Regions from separate parts of the Mus musculus genome. Here region 1 is linked to region 2. A link is a contact called in public promoter capture Hi-C data. All regions are on one chromosome and are shown on one strand. The core of a region is the stretch at or near the end of the contact, and the rest is flanking DNA. Distances in the headings are between cores, read along the strand shown. Region 1 holds the start of Phf20l1 (PHD finger protein 20-like 1). Region 2 overlaps Kcnq3 (potassium voltage-gated channel, subfamily Q, member 3).

Region 1 (3,022 bases), core at 150-2,649, 540 kb before region 2:
CAAAATACAACGGGTTGGGGACCAGGAATCTAACGCTGCTCTTGTTGGAGGGAGATGCTTAGAACATGTTCTTACATTACTACTCACTAGGATCTTTCTAGCTTAAAAAAAAAAAAAATAAACACCACACAAATGAAAAATCCCCACACAAACGAAAAATCTTATAATGTTTTAGCCACTGTTTAAAACAGGTAAAACTTAAGAGCAAACAGAATTCCAAATGTCCCTTCCTGTTTTTTTTTTTTTTTTTTAATCTGAAAAGGGAAGAAAAGAAATAGCATCAACGCTTGTTACAAAAATATGGGGGATCAAGTTTACAAGGTCGTGCCTAAGGGGATATAGAATATCCTGACATGGCATCAGTGAGGTTAAGATTCATAGCCAGGACACACTAGGTGTAATGGGAACAAACATAAATATTTTAAATAGAAATCTTGTAAGTGTGCAACATACAAGGCTGTTACTTCAATGTACAGAAATAGAATCCGAAGAGGCAGTTTGCCAGTTATGCTAACATTTCCTAAGATCAAACTTCCAGCCTGTAAATCTAATCCCCCGTGACTCTCAGGAATGAGGACCTCAAAAGGCAGGGACGATTTCCATTCTCTTGTGAGGAGACAGGAGAATGAGGGAGGCGGCAGAATTAGGAACTTTTACGAAAGACAATCTATTGGACAGACCCTTAAAGTGAAACTGTGGAACAGGGAGCGAGAAAGGGGAGAAGGAAACAAAAAGAGAAATGAAAAAAGACCAGAAAGCGGTAAAAAAGAGTTCGTTGTAAGGATGGTGGAAGTTTGCAGAGATGACAGTGAGAGGAAAGAGACAGACACACAGAGCTAGAGAGCGGTGAGGGAAAGACCGCGAAGCTAAGCAGAGGGGACGAGGCGGGCTCGCAGGGGTGTCAAGGGGAGCCAGGAAAGGCCGCGGCGCGGCTGGCCCGGAGCCCGGGAGCTGCAGGTTGACAGCCGCCGGCCCGGCAAGGGAAGGAAGGCGGGGGTAGCGCGGCGGCGCGCAGACAATAGGGTCAGCGGATGGCAGGGAGCGGGACGCCGGCCGAGAGCAACGCGGGCGCGAGCGCAGCCCGGGGACCCGGCAGCTTCCAGGCCCCTCCGCCGCCTCTTACCGACTCGGCCTCGTCTCCGCACAGCAGCCGGGCCGTCCGGGGCCGAGCCGGGGCGCGTCAGGGAGGCCAGCGCGGGCCTCGTTCGAGTCTGCCCGGGCAGCAGCAAGGGAGGGAGCGGGAGCCGAGTGAGCCGGGCCCGCGGCGCCGCGTCGGCCCGAGGAAACGCGGGAGGAAGCCCTCAAGCCCACTCCGGCTCCGCTACCATCGCAGCCGCCGTCGCTGCCGCCGCTGCCGCCTCCGCAGCCACCACCGCCGCCGGCCAGCCCTGACGCGACGCCGGCCGGGGACGTCAGCCGCCCGCGACGCGCCGGAAGCGGGCTGGGTTGAGTCACGTGGTACGCGAGGGCCGGGCTGGCGCGGCGCAGCCGATTGGAGGACTATTCTGGGGGTGGGGCTTCGGCCAGGCTGGGCTACTTACACATAGAAAAGACCTGGGCTCTAGATTCCCCTTGGTGGGGTCAAGAGGATGGTGGCCTTTTGTGATTGTTGCTGGTTTCTAACAAATCCCACTACTTGACACATTGGGCAAACTTGTCAATGCACCACACACTTTTCACCGTGTCTGTTCTATCCCACGTTAAGGACAGACACAATGATCTGTATTACAAAATCAGAATTGTCTCTTTTGAATGGATACTTTGTCACGACACTCTGCTATAAATATATCACATGACAATCAAAACTGCACACTTATACTACTTTCCAAATTCAGAAATCTTTATAAAACAAATAAAAGATTCTTAAGAATCTTTAAAAATTCCTAAGAAGTTTAGGGTACTAATAGAACAAGTCTTCACAATTAATAGTATAGGACTACCTCTGTTGAACACCTACCATGTACCAAAGTCTATATTAAGCAGGAGAATCCCTATCCCAACTTTGAGAAGATCTACAAGTTATCATTCAAAGTGCTACTGAGAGAAAACATCTATTTTTTTCCCCACTCCATCACTCTGCCTCCCACGTTTTAAAAGTGCATCACTGCATACAAATGACACTTATATTTATCTTGCTTCATCGTGTACAGTGAAAATAGAAATGTTTTCTCTGACTTTCAAGAGATTTGGTAAATTGAGAAAATCTTCATAATCATCCTTTTATTCAAAAGACATTCATTCAAGAAATATATATCTAATAGTTGCAGAGTTATACTGAGCTTAGTGATGCTACAAACAATGCGAATAAGACAGTTCTGAGATGATATTTGTCTTTATGTTCTTCTTTTTAATCCTCTGTGGTTCTCATTGGTCCAATACAATTAATATTTCTATTATTTCTAGAATCTTTTTTCTGTCACAGGCAGAATTATACTTTCCACTTTTAAAATATTATGTACGGTTATTTAATTTGCTGTAAAATTAGAATACAAGTAAGATCACACACACAAGAAAATGCCAATGCAAGAAGACAGTTCTAAAATATTTTTGTCCCCCAGTACTGTGATTTACAATGTTTGCAATAATTACTGTTTTAGCAGTAGAAGTCCTTGATACACTAGGATGACTGTAGGAATTATGGATCACCTAAAACAAACATGCAATTTAAAACAACACTTGATTTAAACAATAAAATGTATAATGTTGTCAAATAAAAAACATATATTTATAAATCAGGATCATTTGTTTCAGAGTCTAATCTAAATTTAATGAAGAAGTGTCAACCCTTCATTAGATGGGATGAAAATATTAGAATCTAATGAATTTAGTCCCCCTTGAGGCTATAGGTCTCACTTTAAATGCTATTTAAACTATATTGTTTTAAAATTTGTATTTAAAGATGCTAGCAATGTGCAGAATATGGAACAAAGTTTACAAATCACATCAGTGACAGTACCACTAAGTCAGGTTTCTGACGAAAGATAGATAGATAGATAGATAGATAGATAAAGAAAGAGATGTG
Region 2 (2,865 bases), core at 214-2,713:
ACTCTTTGTCAGGTTTATTTCATGTGCTCAAGAGCCAGGAACCATGGCAGTGCCTTGAGGCAAGTCAGGTGTGAAGGAGCCAGGCACACCCGCTCTATTTGTTCATTCTGCCTACACCTGCCTAGGATGAGAGAACTTTCATCGCTTTCAATGAAGGAACTCTAATGATAATCAAGTGGATCCAGCTGCTGCCTGCCTCCCTAGCCTTGAGGGACATTTAGTGGAAAGTTGCCCCAGAGTTACTGAAAGTCCCAGCAGGGTCCCTAATTGAAGACTTCTCAAATATGGGAGTCCAGAGGAACAGAAAGGGAACTATCCTCCCAGTTAAATGGGGTGGCCTGGTACCTTCACCTACTTGGTGGATTCCCTGCAAATTCTCCATCAAGGTCTCTTACTGGCTCTCAGCCAAGTAGAATCTCTTGTTCCCTTGGTGTTGCTGTCACCTGGTCTTGGAAGCTCTGGTCTTACGTATATAAGTATGTATATAAAGTAGTGACGCTTCCCATGGCTCCACTGATGTTCTCAGGAGAAAAGAAAGAAAAGACCAAATAGAAATGGCAGCATATGTGTGTGCATTTTCCACCTCCTTATCTCAGTGTCATGGCAGGTCCTCCTTTACCTTCTTGATGGAAGAGCTGCCTGTGTCTCCCTGGGTGCTGCCTGGTGGAGGTCTGGTACTGAGCGGACCTGGGCAGGACGCACTGAACCTGGGACTGATTGCCTAAGCCACACAGTTCCGAATAGTGTGCAGTTCAAAGTGCCCTTATGCGTTTCTCCCCTGACTTCTTTAGCTCCTGCTTGGCTGAAAGATGGTAGCAGATAAGGAAAGAGTTCTTCAGGAGAAGCATGGAGGTGACTGTGTCTGGGGGAAGGGCATGAGGACGGCATTGACACCGACCAGCATTGCTCTCAAACACAGCCTGGAAATGTGGACAGAAGGGCCCTGCTGGATCCCCTCAGGGATCTCTTCCCAAACCTCCTATTCTAGGCCTGAAGACCACAGAGGGAGGGAGAGGATGTGAGTGCACAGAGCCTAGGAAGGTAGGGATGGGGTAGAAGAAGAGACACAGGGATGAGCCAGGTAGTGAGGGGTAAGGGAAAGAAGCAGAAAGGACTGTAGAGAGGGAGCTCAGAGTTGCAAATGGTACAGGGGAGGAGAAAAAAAATGTTAAAGTCAGGCATCTACAGAGCACCAGACAAAGGAACCTGAAGGGCAGGTGCTGTGCGGGCCAGACACATCCGGCTTCTGTCAGCAAGGCTGACAGAGGCTGACTGCTGAACTCGAGCTATTTTAAGGACAGTTTGAACTTTGCAAGAAGCTGAAAAATGTCTTCTCTTCTTGAGGTTAGAAGGCCTTCCTAGATGATTTGAGTTTCATAAATTACCGATCTTTCTCCAGTCTTAGAAAGTAGATCCCAATGACTCCTGTGCATAGCTACTTGTGTGGTTGTTGGCTGCCCCCTGCTGGTTAAGTCTGGGTGCTGCATGCTGCAGGCTGATCAGAACTAGCTTGAAACTGCATGGTGGGATAAAGGTGATTTCTCCACCTCCTCTCCCACAGTGTTAGACTAGGTCCATAGGATATCAACCTTTCTTGTAAAGTTTAATCTTGGGTTTTGATTGACACTATGTAGAGTTTCACTTGGACTTCAAATTCAGCACATTCTCTCGAAGCTTCTCATATTCTTGGGCCTGAGGCCACCACACACCCGACATTTGTTTTGTCATATCCTAGCAACAAGAGCCTCAATGTGCTCCTCTTGCTCTTCCTGTCACTCTGTTCAGTCCTTCTGAGACCACCAGGAGGATTATCTTTCAGGAAACCCTTATTATCTCCTCATCCCTTCTCTTTCGCCAGCCATGACAGCAATCACTGACCACAGCCCTCGCTGAGCTGAGTACAGATATAGATACAGATATCTCCATTGTCCTTTCTGATGTGTGCTAGGGTGCTCGGTAAATGTCCAATAGTCGGTAGAAGCAAACTATTCATACTGTGTGTTTCTATATTTGTTGCCTGCCTGTAATAAAGCTTAATTTACAGACTAAGCACGGTACAAGATTAATAGGAATAACTAACCTGAGTAGAACATGGACAGTAACAAATCATAATAAAGTAATTTAATACCCATCAATGGCTTGTTTATGGAGTTTGCATTTAATATTCTCAGAGTATGCTAGCAATGAATGACTAAAATCATGGAAAGCAAACAACAGACACATGGGAGCTGTTATATGAATGCACATTGTGCATACACATGTATGTACACTATGTGTCTCTATCGTATATGCCTGTGTGTGCATGTGTTCACGTGTGGTACTAGGAATTAAAGCCAGAGGTACTAGGAATTAAAGCCAGAACTTGACACATGCTAAGCAAGTGTTCAATCAATACACTGTATGTTTATGTGCTGTGTGTGTGCCATATGTGTGTATGTGTATGTATGTATCATATGTGTGTGTCATATATGAATGTGTTGCCAGGCATTGAAACCAGAAACTGACATTGGTGATCTACCAGTCATATAACTTGTATACATACTATCCAGTGTACTCATGTCTGTGTAACAAAGTGTGTGTGTGTGTGTGTGTGTGTGTGTGTGTGTGTGTTCTGTGTCTTTAATTCCAGCAATAGGGAATTATGGAAGTCACTTTGATATTTTCCTAAAGCAATTCTTGGTTACTTAAAGCTCTGAGCCCTGGGTTAGTCACTGGATATAAACAAACCTGGTACAGCCTCTGCTCTCCAGGAGTGGAGTATGACTGACCAAGCAACACAGACCACGTGGTCATCCAACTCTGAAAGTTAGATGCACTTGGCCGATTCCCATCATGTACTGAGTTTCCTACCATTCTATGCAACAA

What was found. Promoter capture Hi-C pulls out the DNA fragments that hold promoters and counts their contacts.
Region 1: a contact with region 2 is called in a promoter capture Hi-C map of hippocampal neurons, with 9 times the contacts expected there. The contact joins the promoter of Phf20l1 here to the enhancer-like site in region 2. A contact is called at or near these places in 9 of 39 promoter capture datasets (the 3T3-L1 cell line, embryonic stem cells, hippocampal neurons and 4 more), 1 of 15 datasets of contacts at CTCF or cohesin (stem cell-derived epiblast-like cells), 4 of 484 Hi-C or Micro-C datasets (cerebellar granule neurons, cerebral cortex, cortical neurons and 1 more), 4 of 115 datasets of contacts at active chromatin or transcription factors (cardiomyocytes, epiblast stem cells, forebrain and 1 more) and 1 of 9 other capture datasets (embryonic stem cells).

Annotation. Positions count from the first base shown.
Region 1 is chr15:66,575,949-66,578,970 of GRCm38.p6, reverse strand. Phf20l1 (PHD finger protein 20-like 1) reads right to left here and starts at 1,399. Exons shown (of 21, transcript NM_001081409.1): 1 at 1,124-1,399.
Region 2 is chr15:66,032,684-66,035,548 of GRCm38.p6, reverse strand. All of the region lies in intron 1 of Kcnq3 (potassium voltage-gated channel, subfamily Q, member 3), which reads left to right. Among named protein-coding and RNA genes, the nearest start is that of Hhla1, 57 kb to the right of the region's middle. Within about 2 kb of position 1,463, at least 9 of the 459 cell types and tissues checked have an H3K27ac peak or open chromatin away from gene starts, as enhancers often do. A contact at or near this core is called in hippocampal neurons and stem cell-derived epiblast-like cells, where this site is marked.